Linked DNA regions of Cyprinus carpio: region 2 is linked to region 1. Evidence: chromatin contacts called from public Hi-C data. All regions are on one chromosome and are shown on one strand. The core of a region is the stretch at or near the end of the contact, and the rest is flanking DNA. Distances in the headings are between cores, read along the strand shown. Region 1 holds the start of bckdha (2-oxoisovalerate dehydrogenase subunit alpha, mitochondrial). Region 2 holds the start of siae (sialate O-acetylesterase).

What was found. A called contact is a pair of places that touch in the nucleus more often than the background predicts.
Region 2: a Hi-C map of liver shows a contact between it and region 1, with 3 times the contacts expected there. The contact joins the promoter of siae here to the promoter of bckdha in region 1. A contact is called at or near these places in 4 of 8 Hi-C or Micro-C datasets (liver and skeletal muscle).

The regions. Positions count from the first base shown.
Region 1 is chrB18:12,568,522-12,575,378 of ASM1834038v1, forward strand. bckdha (2-oxoisovalerate dehydrogenase subunit alpha, mitochondrial) reads left to right here and starts at 3,461. Exons shown (of 8, transcript XM_042743879.1): 1 at 3,461-3,664; 2 at 5,128-5,304; 3 at 5,424-5,509; 4 at 5,606-5,715. The coding sequence starts at 3,551. exosc5 (exosome complex component RRP46) reads right to left here and starts at 3,251. Exons shown (of 6, transcript XM_042743880.1): 1 at 3,092-3,251; 2 at 2,847-2,960; 3 at 1,600-1,721; 4 at 730-870; 5 at 548-637; 6 at 287-404. The coding sequence starts at 3,221. The coding sequence ends at 309.
Region 2 is chrB18:12,801,410-12,808,266 of ASM1834038v1, forward strand. It overlaps siae (sialate O-acetylesterase), which reads left to right and starts at 4,074. Exons shown (of 9, transcript XM_042743886.1): 1 at 4,074-4,226; 2 at 4,433-4,495; 3 at 5,787-5,939; 4 at 6,153-6,313; 5 at 6,411-6,549; 6 at 6,733-6,857. The coding sequence starts at 4,435.

The DNA of each region.
Region 1 (6,857 bases), core at 2,211-4,710:
GCATAAAAACACTTGTTTTGTGATTTTTGAGTATTATGCGAGTATGCAAAATGCAAATTAATATGGCATAAGCTACTAAATTAAATCTTGAAGTGATAAAAATTCCATCTTGGGAGTAATAGAATTGCTCTGTAAAACTTATGTGTATATACAACAATATGTGTGTGTATATATATATATATATATATATATATATATATATATATATATATATATATATATATATATTACACACACACACACACACACACACACACAGTGAGGAAATGATGATGCAAACTCAAAGTAAAAATCCCAACAAGCATGTTTTATTTTATCTTAGAATATCGCCGTTTGACAGATTCCCTATAAAACTGGAAAATTTGTTCAGAAGCCTTTTGACTGATTGCGATGCACTGCTGCAGCTGTGTAGGAAGAAAACACATTTATGTCATTGCCTTGTAGAAAATTCAAGCAGCTTATGAAACACACACATGTTCCCTTTGTATCATAGCCACAAACAGAGCAATGAATCACAGTCAAGAATGAAATGTGCATCCGATCTCACCTCCTGGACTGAAAAAGAGCCTGTGGTTGATGACATCAAAACAGTGCGCTCAACGCTATCAACAGCAAATGTTAACAATGCTCGACTTTCCTGGAAGGAAAACATAAAAGACACAGATTAAGAGCTTAACCTGTACGCTATGGTTCATGCCAGCCATGGGCAACAGGAAGTGCGGTGTGTACCTTTTCCTGCAGAGCTGTAGGATCAGTGATTATCTGGCCCTCTTTGCTAATTGCACAGGTCACACTACAAAAAAGGTGGCTCATGGGCAGCCCGGCATCCATTAGAGCCATACAGGCGGCATTCAGGCAGCATGACAGCAGCTGACAGTTAGATAAGGACCCAAACCATAGGGGAACACAGTGAGAATGCAAGAAAATGGGACAGAAAAAAAACAATCAACAGTAATGTGGAAATTTGTGGCCAATGTTTTTTTTTTTAAATGAAAAAGGTTACTTAAGCTCACCAAGGTTGCATTTATTTAACCAAGAATACAGTAAATGCAGTAATTTTGTAAACATATTACCATATCAATTAATTATTTTCTATTTTAATACATTTTAAAATGTAATTTATTCCTGTGATGGTAAAGCTGAATTTTCAGTAGCCATTAATTCAGTGTCATTTGATCCTTCAGAAATCATTGTAATATGCTGATTTGCTGCTCAATAAACATTTCTTATTATTGCCAATGTTGAAAACAGTTGTGTAGTTTAATATTTGCGTGAAAAGTGGGATACATTTTAAAGATTCTTGAATAGACTTTTAAAAAGAATAGCATTTATTTATAATAAAGTCTTTACTGTCAATTTAATACATCCTCGATGACAAAAAGCATTAATCTCTTTTTTTTTAATACCTTGCAGAACCCAAAACTAACTTTGAACAATTTAAATGTTGTAATTGTTCAGATTAATATGCTCATCACAAAGATTGAGCCTTCTCTTCAACATTGAGTAACTAAAAGTGGTCAAATAATATTACCAGATGTACATATTCCCTTTTCTTAATTTAAGACACATTAGAAACGGTTTTGCTGGTGTGGAGGATACGGAGCCATCATCGTGGATGACCTGCAGGACGACTGTGACAGAGGAGCGAGGATGAAGCGTCAACAGAAGCGCGGCCTCGCACGTCTCACGCACGCACTGCTCTCTCGCGCGCTCACGGACTCCTAACGAAACAACAACATGAAGAGAGTTTGAGTCTGTACCAGACTGACATCTACTGGTGAGAACGGGCAGTGCAGGCCGAGACGAAGAACACTGATAGATGGTGTCTGTTGACAAGAGGAGTGTATGAATAATGTAATTACCGAAATGAAAAGTTATTATTAAACACCTGACAAGAGTTTTAGTCATGCAATTATTATCTTCACGATTTAATTTTTAAAAGCTGTTTCAAAAATGTTTCTAGGTAAAAGCCTCACACATAATGTGTGTTCTATAAGAAAATAAAATAAAAACATACACACGATACATACAACTGAGAGAAATACTAACTAAACGACAATTGAGTAGCATGCTTTCCTTTAATGTAGTTTTAAGATTTTTTCCAAGGCCCTTTGAAGGGTCAGTTCCTAAAATATTATTATTATTATTATTATACTTATATACATTATACTTATTATAGTATAATATACATAATATAAACAGGTAATAATTTTTTTTTTGTTAATTATATAAAATATTTATATAGAAACAAAGAATTCGGTGTGTGTGTGTGTGTGTGTGTGTGTGTGTGTGTAGAATGTGTGTATTAAAATTGTTTACTTTTAATGTCAATATATGGGTGAAGTAATGTTCCATCAACATTCAGCATAACAGATGTATATGTAAAAAACTTATTTTGACTTATACATATTAAAAATATATAAAGGGAAAAGTGATCATACAAAATCATTATATTTTAAATGATTACAAACTTCTTGCTGACAAATGAGTAAAACCTAGTAGTTTGAAGCATAGGGGCAAAGATTTGTAAAGACATAATTTTATAGCTAATTAGTTTTTGGAGGCTATTAATGTCATCTAACGATTCAAAGGTGTTTAGTATGAACCATTGTTACACTGAATGACTGTAGGTGTCTCCTGTAAATCATGGTAAAAATGTATGATCATCATTAAATATAAATAATACATTTTAATACAATTAAACATGACATATTTATTTTTATTTTTTTAACTGTATTAAACTTTTATAGTTTTAATGATTAAAAAACATTTTCGCCTTTGACCCATATCATTAATTATGAATATACGCAGAATAGGCTGCATATGAATTCATTTAAAAAACATACCTGGAAGCCCCATTTTTGGCTGGATAAGTACCTCTACAGTAGCTCGATCATAGATTTCCTTGCTGACTTTCACTTCAGCTGGTCCATAAACTCCTGCCAGGATACTAGTATCACCTGAAGATACACGAACAAATTCAGAACAATACAGGTTTGAATAAATAAAACCGATCCCTGGACTAACGCTTGACAGGCAACTAGTCGCTCTGAACAAAAGAAACAAATCAGTTACAAGCTAATACACATACCTTGAACAAATGTGGAAGAGCCGTCAGGTTTGGATAACAAACACTGCTCACTTCCATATTCTCTTAAATTTGAACAACTTTGATGTAACTCCATCATGGTCCTCATGCACACTCCTCTCGTCGCGCTCATATCTGCGTCATTGTTTTGAGCGCACCATTATGATGACATGGGATACTTTCGCCTTCTAGTGGTAAACTATCGCAATGACCACGTTGCCAGAAACCCTTGACCGGTTTAATTAAAATGTATCTGCTACTAAATTATAGTTATATAGGTGAATTCATGTTTAATAAATTTAATATGCAGTTACAATTATACATTTACCAGATACAAACGTAAAAAATGGGATGAATGTTTGTGTTGGTTGTGTTGTATGCTATTGTCCAGTGGGGGCGCACTGCGTGGCTGTCATTAGAAGCAAGAACAAACAGACGCAAAGACACTCACTTGACGTAAAGATGGCGGCTGCTAGAGGTTTAACGAAATTATACCGGATTGGGCTTCACTCGATTCGTCAAAATACTACGCTAAAAGCAACAACGTTTCTCCAGCAAAGAGCATTCCGCCTAAATGTAAGTTTTAGCTGTATGACATTCGCAGGTTCTCCGCGAACGGACTTTTGTCATTAGCAAAAGTTGCTAATCAGATGTATGAGCTGTGCAGCTGCGCGAACCTCAAAACATTGGTGTAAGGTTCATTTGGATTGTATTAAATTTATACCAATAGTAAATCACCTTAATAAAAATCACGATGTTAGTCCTAAAATAATGTTAAGTCCTTGAGTAGGCATTCCTCATCTGACCTAGAAAGCGTACACAATTGCGTTCGATCTGTCTGATTATGTGATCTAACCGTCTAGTAATTGTTTTAATCTAATAACTCATGGTCAGATCTCTGTGTATTGTTGTGGGTAATGGACTGTTCAACCTTCACAAGGCTGTTGGTTTACACTGAGAGCCGATTGGCTGGTTCTGGGGGGAGTGTGGAGGAAAACACATTGCTAATCCCTGCAGTCTTGTGTCATTGAAATAACATATTCACTTTTATCCTCCCAGCATTAGATGATTTTGATTTGAATATGTGCATTAAGTATGAGCGAGTGTATTCTCTGTGATCCTAAATCTACCTGCTGATATAAAGATGTGCATCCATACGCAAACATGCACTTAAAATATGTTGACATTTATAGTTTTATATATTAATTTACAGTTGTTTGAACACTACTGAGCTAGTCTTTGTTTTCAAGAAAAAAGGCACATGCATTTTCTTATATGCACGCTTTACAGTTTTTCTTAATATTTAATCTTACATTGTATTAAGCCTATTTATTTAAGTGCCACTTTTTAAAGGATCTATATTTTCTCTCCTTACCTTTTGTTTATATTTCTGCATCAAAATCACAAGATGACCCGTATTACCTTTAAACCAAAACAAAGGCAAAATAAAAGATCTTACCATTAGATAGTAAAACTTGCTGGTCAGGAATTGGCTATTAAAAGTCTAGTGTAAAGTCTCTCTCTCTCTCTCTCTCTCTCTCTCTCTCTCTCTCTCTCTCTCTCTCTCTCTCTCTGTGTGTGTGTAACAGTGTTTTTTTACTAATACAGTTATTTATAAAATTATTTATTTTATATTCTTAGTTAAAGTTTTAATAATTTTATTGCTTTGTCATTTTTAATATTATTATTTAAAAAATTCTATATAGTTTTTAATTAACATTCTTTTCATTTTTAGTTATTTTAGTACATCGTTAAAATTTTAAAAAGTTGCCTCGTCAGCTAGCTGAAATAAAATAAGTTGAAGTTTATTTTCTAATGTTTTATTTCATTATATTATATTATTTTCAAGAAACGATTTTTTTTTTTTTTTTTATGGTTTTAGTTTTAGTTGACTATAACCCTGGTTTATGAGGGAATCATTGAGCAGTTTTTTGTCTGATTGTTAAAGTACATGATCAGATCTCATTATTCATGATCTCATGAACTGCTTCTCTGATGTTTGTGTATTTCACTCCCTGATCCTCTGTCTCTGTCTTCAGGGAGCTCTTCGCCAGCAGCCGTTTGATTCTTCAGCGGAGAAGCCGCAGTTTCCCGGGGCCTCGGCGGAGTTTATTGATCATCTGGAATTTATCCAGCCCAATGTGATCTCAGGAATCCCTGTGTATCGGGTGATGGACAGACAGGGCCAGATCATCAATCCGTCTGAGGATCCTAAGGTGTGGAGTCTTGTATTTGCACCATACGGCAAAGATAATGTGTGGAAATAAGCTGGTAGCAGATTACTAAATAGCATCCACAATTTTTGCACTTACACAGCATTACTTGTTTGTTTCAGCTTCCAAAAGAGATGGTTTTGAATTTCTATCAGAAGATGACATTACTCAACACAATGGATCGGATTCTTTATGAGTCTCAGAGGCAGGTGAGAGGTGCAGTGGATATCAGTGTGATGTTTATTCCAATATAAAATGAAATTTAAATGTTTATAATGCTTATGTTTGGGATGCTTTTGTGTTCGGGCCGTATCTCTTTTTACATGACCAATTATGGTGAGGAGGGCACACACATTGGAAGCGCTGCGGCTCTTGAACCTACTGATTTGGTCTTCGGCCAATACCGAGAAGCTGGTGAGCATGTTTATAAGCTGGAGTCACAATAGTGGCTCTCCCAGTTTTGTATTTATAAGGGTGCACACACACTAGAAACGTTAGCCTTGTAACTTGCTCAGGCAGTTGACCTCCCTCTCACTCGCATTGCACTTAAACATTCCAGGCCTGAGCACACTCATGATGCAACTGTTTTCAAGAAAATGGGAAAGAAAAGCACTGTTGATCAGCACAATGTGGTCCATCATATAGCTTATTATTTTAAGTCATTTGAGTTGCAAAGACACATGGTTCTCTCATGTGTGTAATATGCTGCTTAGGGGTGGGCGATATACCGGTAGACACAATTAACTGGTAGAAATTTGTTAACCGATAGAGATTTTCGACTATCATCTCTATCGGGGTTACATGCACACGTGACGTTGCTGTGCTACATGATCACGAAAACTTATCGTTTGCACACGGTTTTAAGCATTGCATTGTAAAAATGTAATTGTAAGCTTGTTTTCTTAAAAAAAAAAAAAAAAAAAAAAAAAAACTAACACTTTTCTAATCTTTTTGTATTCTGTCTAGTTGATTTCTTTTTATTTATTATACAATTAACAAAAGCAACAACAAAAAAGGCCACTAACACTAGCTTGCTCTATTCTTTTTCTATTCTCTCTGTTTTCTGTTTATTTTTTGATATAATTAAATCATTGCTCTTTTGTTGATTTTGATTGCTTCCATTGTCCTCATTTGTAAGTCGCTTTGGATAAAAGCGTCTGCTAAATGACTAAATGTAAATTTAATGTAAGCCGTTGAAATGCAATCAGAAGCAAAACAGAACTTGCGACAGAGAACTCGAAGACAGATATTTTTTTAGCTTTATAGGCCTCGAACGGTTAAAATACACACATTTGGAGGTGTCAAAATGCACATCTTTGCAAGTATCCTCGTAAACACAGTACTTTAGGTCTTTAGTGAAAGCAAACAGCTGAGAAAGGAGATACATGTGTAACAGTACATTGGATCCAGGCAGCTCTTAAAGTGACAGCAGTCTAATTAATATTCCTGCTGTCTGTCATTCGTGTTAATCAAGATCAACTAGTTTTCTGTCTAATCAACAAAAGAGAAAATCTCTTGCTGCTCTTGACTAAATCACTTTTGTAACTTTAATAAGA
Region 2 (6,857 bases), core at 2,824-5,323, 230 kb after region 1:
ATCTAATAGATCAGCATGCTCGTGTTAAAATTCAGGCCTCACGCTCTCTCTCAGTCATGTCTTGATTTATAATGCTTTAGGACTCAATTAAAACGCTAATGGCTATTACGATTGCTCACTTTGCATTTAAATGATCTTCTCAAGTCATTCTTTCTCTCACCTTCAACCTATCATCACTATCCATTATGAAGGAGCCCACAGTAAAATACATCAGTCCCAAGTAGAATGTTACTATTCATTTATCAAATATGGTATTAACTAGTCAGTGTTTACAAGTTTAGTATTAAATAAAATAAAAAAACCTCTGCAGATGATAGATTTGTTGTTGTTGAAAACATCACTTATTTTGATTCAAAAACTACTGAAATTTACATAAGTTACATAATATTATCAAATTATATCAAATAGATTATTAGTATCAAGTTTTAAGTAAATGTAAACGATAAGCTATTGATGTTTTATTGTCCTCTTTATAGATAGCTAGATAGATAGATAGATGCAATAATACATACATATTACTAAGATAATACAAAACAAAAAGGAAATAATACATTGTTTTAAAAACATACATTTAAAAGGAAGAACCAGTGCTGAGGGTGCTTCTTTTACAACAAACAAGACCACTGGACCTTGAATAAATGTTTCTCTCTTAAGCTAAGCTAGTGTGCAAAACATCTACAATAATTGAAGTCCTAAGCACAGCATTTTCGTTTAATATAAAAGCAACTGCCTTTGCAGTGTGCTTCAACTTCCTCTAATGACCTAATTATCCAGTAATGGCTTCATTGACCATTTAAAACCCCTGTTTCTTCATCCTTTCCCGCTGGGTTTTTAACTAGCTGATTGATCAAAATATTTTCTGCTCTCTCTCTCTCTGATTAGTCGTATGCAAAGCTTTTATCTTGAATACCATCCCATCAGCTGTAATGATGTTGCAAAGTCAGGCAGTCAATTAGCCTCTTCCAGGATGCAATTAGACTGATGGGATGCCATGTTTACTGAAATGTATGCTAAGATGATGAAGTGGGCCACTGCTGTCTGCATCTATTGACACAGCCTGATTGGTGATATTTTTAGTGATGGATCGGCATGCACATTACAATGCTGAAAATGCCAATTACACGAGACCAAAGTAAATACGAATTAAATAAATTTTTGTATGTTCTCTTGCATTAATGCATATGGGGGGGGAGGGTAAATAACAATAACAAAAATAATTCAAAATTCATGTCAAGTAAGTACACTACCAGTCAAAAGTTTTTGGACAGTAAGATTTTTAAAAACATTAAAGCCTGCAGTTATTTGATCCAAAATACAACAAAAGCAGTAATATTGTGAAACATATTTACTATTTAAAATAACTGCTTTCTATTTTAAATATAGTTTCAAATGTAATTAATTAATGTGTTCAAAGCTAAATTTTCAGCATCATTACTCCAGTCTTCAGTCACATGATCCTTCAGAAATCATTCTAATATGCTGATTTGCTGTTCAAGAAACATTTTTATTATTGTTATTATCAATATTCAAAACAGTTGGGTAAATTTTTTTTTCAGGATCCAAAGTTTTGAGTTTTTTTTTATTTAAATGCTTTTGTAAGATTTTATATTTTTCAGAAGCTTGGAGTCAGTGTATGTATATATATATATATATATATATATATATATATATATATATATATATATATATATATATATATATATATATATATATATATATATTAGTGCTGTGACTGCTGTCAAACAATTAACACACATATTATGTAAACATTATGTAAACAAAAACTTTTCTTTGGATGTGATTAATCACAATTAATCGCTTGACAGCACTGACATTTTTGTTTGGGGGGTGTTAATAGAAATTAATACTTTTATTTAGCAAAGATGCTTTAAATTGATCGAAATCAAAGGTGATGATAAAGACATGTATAATGTGACAAAAGATTTCTATTTCAGATAAGCTCTATTCTTCTGAATTTCTATTCATCAAAGAAACCTGAAAAAAATCTACTAAGCTGTTTTCAACAAAATAATAATAATAAAAGTTTTTGATATAAAGTGACGTGACATAAAGCCAAGTATGGTGACCCATACTCAGAATTTGTGCTCTGCATTTAACCCATCCAAAGTGCACACACACACCGTGAACACACACCTGGAGCAGTGGGCAGCCATTTATGCTGCGGTTGAGGGTTCGGTGCCTTGCTCAAGGGCACCTCAGTCGTGGTATTGCCGGCCCGAGACTCGAACCCACAACCTTAGGGTTAGAAGTCAAACTCTCTAACCCAGGGATCTCCAACCCTGCTCCTGGAGAGCTACCATCCTGCAGACTTCAGTTCCAACCCTGCTCCAACACACCTTTCTGTAATTATAAGTAGCCCTGAACACCAAGATTAGCTGCTTCAGGTGTGTTTGATTGGGGTTGGAGCTGAAATCTGCAGGACAGGAGCTCTCCAGGAGCAGGGTTGGAGACCCCTGCTCTAACCACTAGGCCATGACTTCTCCATAATAAAAAGTAATAATGCAAAAAACTCAGCTTTGAAAACACAGGAATAAATTACATTTTTAAATATATTCAAATAGAAAACAGTTATTTTAAATATTAAAAATATAGGCCTACATATATTTTAAAAAGTACTGTTTTTGCAGTACTTTGGATCAAATAAATGGAGGCTTGGTGAACAGAAGAGACTTCTTTAAAAAACATTACAAATCTTACTGCCCAAAAACTTTTGACTGGTAGTGTAAGTATTTAAAGGGGACAGCTGAGAAATCCAAATTTGTAAGCCCTTAGAATATGTTGTGGAGCGTTTAGATCCTCTCCTGAGACAGCGTTGCAGGTAGAAATGGGTGAAACACCACTAGACATTCGTGAAATTCAACTTAAAATGGTATATTGGACTGGTATTAAAGGTCATTTTACAAATCATCCAGTAAAGAAAATATTGGAGAACTGCTGGTGAGCAGACATATTTGAATAGCTTTGGCTGGACAGTAGGCGAGCAGGCTCAACAAATAGGTATCAGTAATATCGATATTAGTCCCATGGTGGCTCTGCCAGTATATCCACCTTGGCTTTTCTCTATGCCAACAGTTGATTTGCAAATATTGAATTTAATGAATGAAAACCAGAAATATGTTCCAAAAGAGACAATAGTGCAGCAGCATTTAGATAGTTATTACTTTCAGTATTTACAAATTTGCTGCCATGTATATTCCTCACTTTAAATATAAATCTATGCAACAGAGATGATTGCTATTCAGATAGCTTTACAGTGGGTGGAAGAAATCCAACCAACAACAGTGGTAATCTGTTCAGATTCATATTCTGCACTCACAAGTATACTTAGTGGAAAATCGGAATCCAGACAAGATATCTTATTAGAAGTGCTGCAAAGTTTGTACCGAATACGGCAACTGAGAATTATAGTCGAGTTTTTGTGGGTGCCTGCTCATGTTGGAGTGGAAGGAAATGAGGAGGTAGACAAGATAGTGAAACAGGCTCTTAAGCACACAGAGATTGACATTCATGTACCCTTTAGTAAAACAGAAATTAAATGTTTAATAAAAATAGCTGTCAGAAAGATATGGCAAGAGAGATGGGTTAAAGGTAATAAAGGGCGACATTTGTATAATATATATAAACAAGTAGGACATGTCAGAAATGCTTATGGTAACAGAAGGGATGATACAGTTATATCTCGATCGAGAATTGGACACTCTGCTCTTAATAAATCACTCCAGATGATAGGAAGACATGAAACTGGTCAGTGTAATCATTGTGGACTTCCAGAAACGGTAGAACATGTGTTGATTAACTGTAGGGCATATGAAAGGGAAAGAATACAGCTAAAAGAGGAATTAAAAACTGCTGGCATTAATTCTATGACATTACATAATATGTTAAACAGTTGTCATAAAGGTTATAAAGCTCTTATTAATTATTTGAAAAGAATAAAGGTATATAATAAAATATAGGTAGAGGAAAAAAAAATATTTTTTATTTTTTATTTATTTTTATTTTTTTGGAATTAGCGTTTCCATTGATATCATCGCCTCACACTCCATCCGAGTAGGTGGCGGAATATGCACCAAAAGCTGGTTTGCCGACCGGCATAAAACATCAAAAGAAGAAGAAGAAGAATCCAAATTTGTAACAATATTGGTTACACTCTTCTCCGAAAGTACAAGATGTCACGCTACATCCTAAGATACAAAAGCTTAAAGGTATACATCTTTGTATTATTTATATATTAGTACCTTTTGAAACGATACCGCCCCAGTGACAGTTTTGTAGGCTACCTTTTTTTTCTAAGGGTGTACATTTCTCAAGTTAATTTCACTGACAATATAAATGACCGGTTTGACAACTAAACGCTGCCTGCATTGCCTGCTTTCACTAAATGCACTTCCTTCTTTTCAATCACTTGCAGAGATGCTGAAGACGGTTACTTTCTCGCTACTTTTGAGCGCATTTGCCAGTGTTTTATCGGCAGGTAAGTCAGTACTTTTTGATATACAGTGATTTACATAAATAAATATCGTTCTTAACGTTTCCTACAATGTGCTTTCCAACGAGGTTTTGATAAGCGAATGGTCTTATTGAGGTCGAAAGCATTAAGGAAATAGTTAAGAATAAACGTGTCGTGCAAATTTACAATCATGTGAAATTCAGACTGGCTGAAGCGCAATGCGGTGAGACAGCATCGATGTAAGGTTAGTTGTGGTTGTTGTTCTTTTAAGCGAATGAATGAGCTACGAACCGATGCATGAGCTGATTATAAGCATTTGGAATGATCCAGTGATTTGACTGAGAGCAGAATATAACTTACATCAGAGAAGAAAAGCCAAAAAACAAATTGTCTTGGTTTTATAAGTGTCAGCAAAACGCGTAATATGCGCATACATAGGACTACTGGAATGTTTTTTTACAGCGTGTCACGCGGGGTTGTTATGGATCACGTGTTGACGTATAAGCGTCATGACGTAAAGACCCGACCATTTCTGGAGCAACACGATAGAAATATTTAAGAAAATATTTTGTTTACTCATGTCAACAAAAATTCAGTCAACTATTTTACTAACCAACCACGCCCTGAAAAAAAAAAAAAAAAAAAAAAAAAAAAAAAAAACGGGTTATCAAACCTTTGTGACCATGTGATGTCATTTTCTTCTGTGGTATTTTGAACACACTACAGTAAATGTCCTCTTCATTTTTCGGTATTTGATCTTAAGTGACCTATTGTCAAGGATTATTATTAGTTGCCCACAATAAACTATGTTGGGTTCATTGTTATGGTTTACAATAATTTTATAATTCAAAATAATTTTGTGCTGTATTTAAATCAAATAAATTCAATTAAATAAATTCAAAATTTTATAAATGTAACAGCTCGCTATGATTCAATGTAGATTTTCTTTCTGCTCATTGCTCACTATATATAGATATATGATATTCTCTAGATTATAGATTAATGTTTCCACAATGTTTCAAGTTCAACACATGCCCCTTCCATCACAACACGACTTCATCTAGAGTTCATCTAGAGTTCCGTGATTGTCAGGCATGTGCTTTGAACTCGTAATTACTATATTTCTGACTCCACCTGAAAGACGTAAGTCTGCTTGGCTACATCCTAAAGGTTTCCGCTCTGTGGGCATGGCATTAGAGTACAATTAAAAGTGTGGGAAACAGGGAACACCTGGATTCACTACAAAACAATCGTATAAGCTTAATAAATCGTATAAGCTTAATTAAAGCTTAATCCCATTTCCTTGTATTCCCAGCAGAAGTGTTTCGGTTCTCTTCTTATTATGGGAATCACATGGTTCTGCAGAAGGCCCCAGCCAAAGCAGTCGTGTGGGGATTTGGACAGACAGGTGCCAAGGTTGTGGTGTCATTGTCAGGATCTAACAATGTCTCTACTACTGTTATCAATGGTAAGTATCAGTTAAACAAATGAAATTTTCCAGTGAAGTCTGCTTGAAAGGAAGAGTTCACCCACCAATGTATATTCTGTTATTTACTCAGACTCTCGTCAATTCAAACCTTCTATGACTTAGGTTCTCCTGTGAAAAAGTGATCATTTAATTCATATCCATTTGAAAGAATTCAATACAATAACAGTGCATTCTGACTTTAATGTCTCACAGGTATTTGGCGCACAACTCTCGAACCTGTGGAGGTCGGTGATCCCTACAACTTGACTGCATCTCAGAGTATAACTAACAGCTCAATCACACTCACAGATGTGCTATTTGGAGACACCTGGTTATGTAGCGGACAAAGTAACATGGCATTCACTGTTGGCCAAGTAAGTGAATATCTCTTAACTCAAAGTCTTTGATATGCTTATTCCTCTATTTTCATATGTGTTGTAATAGACATGAATGTCACTTGTTTTTCGAAAGGTGATTAATGCAACAGAGGAGTTGGCCTTGGCTTCCAAGTTCCCTGATGTGAGGATCTTCCAGGCTGCTTTGGCGCATAGTGATGAGGAACTAATTGATCTGGCAGGAGTGGAAGTTCCTTGGTCCCGACCAACAGCAGGTATGGAATATGGTCTGAAACACAAGCGAAATTTTTGCATTCCTGTTTTATCTTAAGGGTGTTGTCAAACCTATTTTTGTCTCCAGAGGAAAGTGAAAAACTGTTAGTAAAATTTATGCATAAAATACCTTTTCCTGAAGAAATAAGCAGCTGTTATTGTTGTCTTTTTGTGTTCATTGTTAGAATTGCTTGGCGGAAAGCAATTCAGCCATTTCTCTGCAGTTTGCTGGCTCTTTGGTCGCTATCTCTACAAAACACTGAAGTATCCAATAGGGCTAGTACACTCAAGTTGGGGAGGCACACCTGTG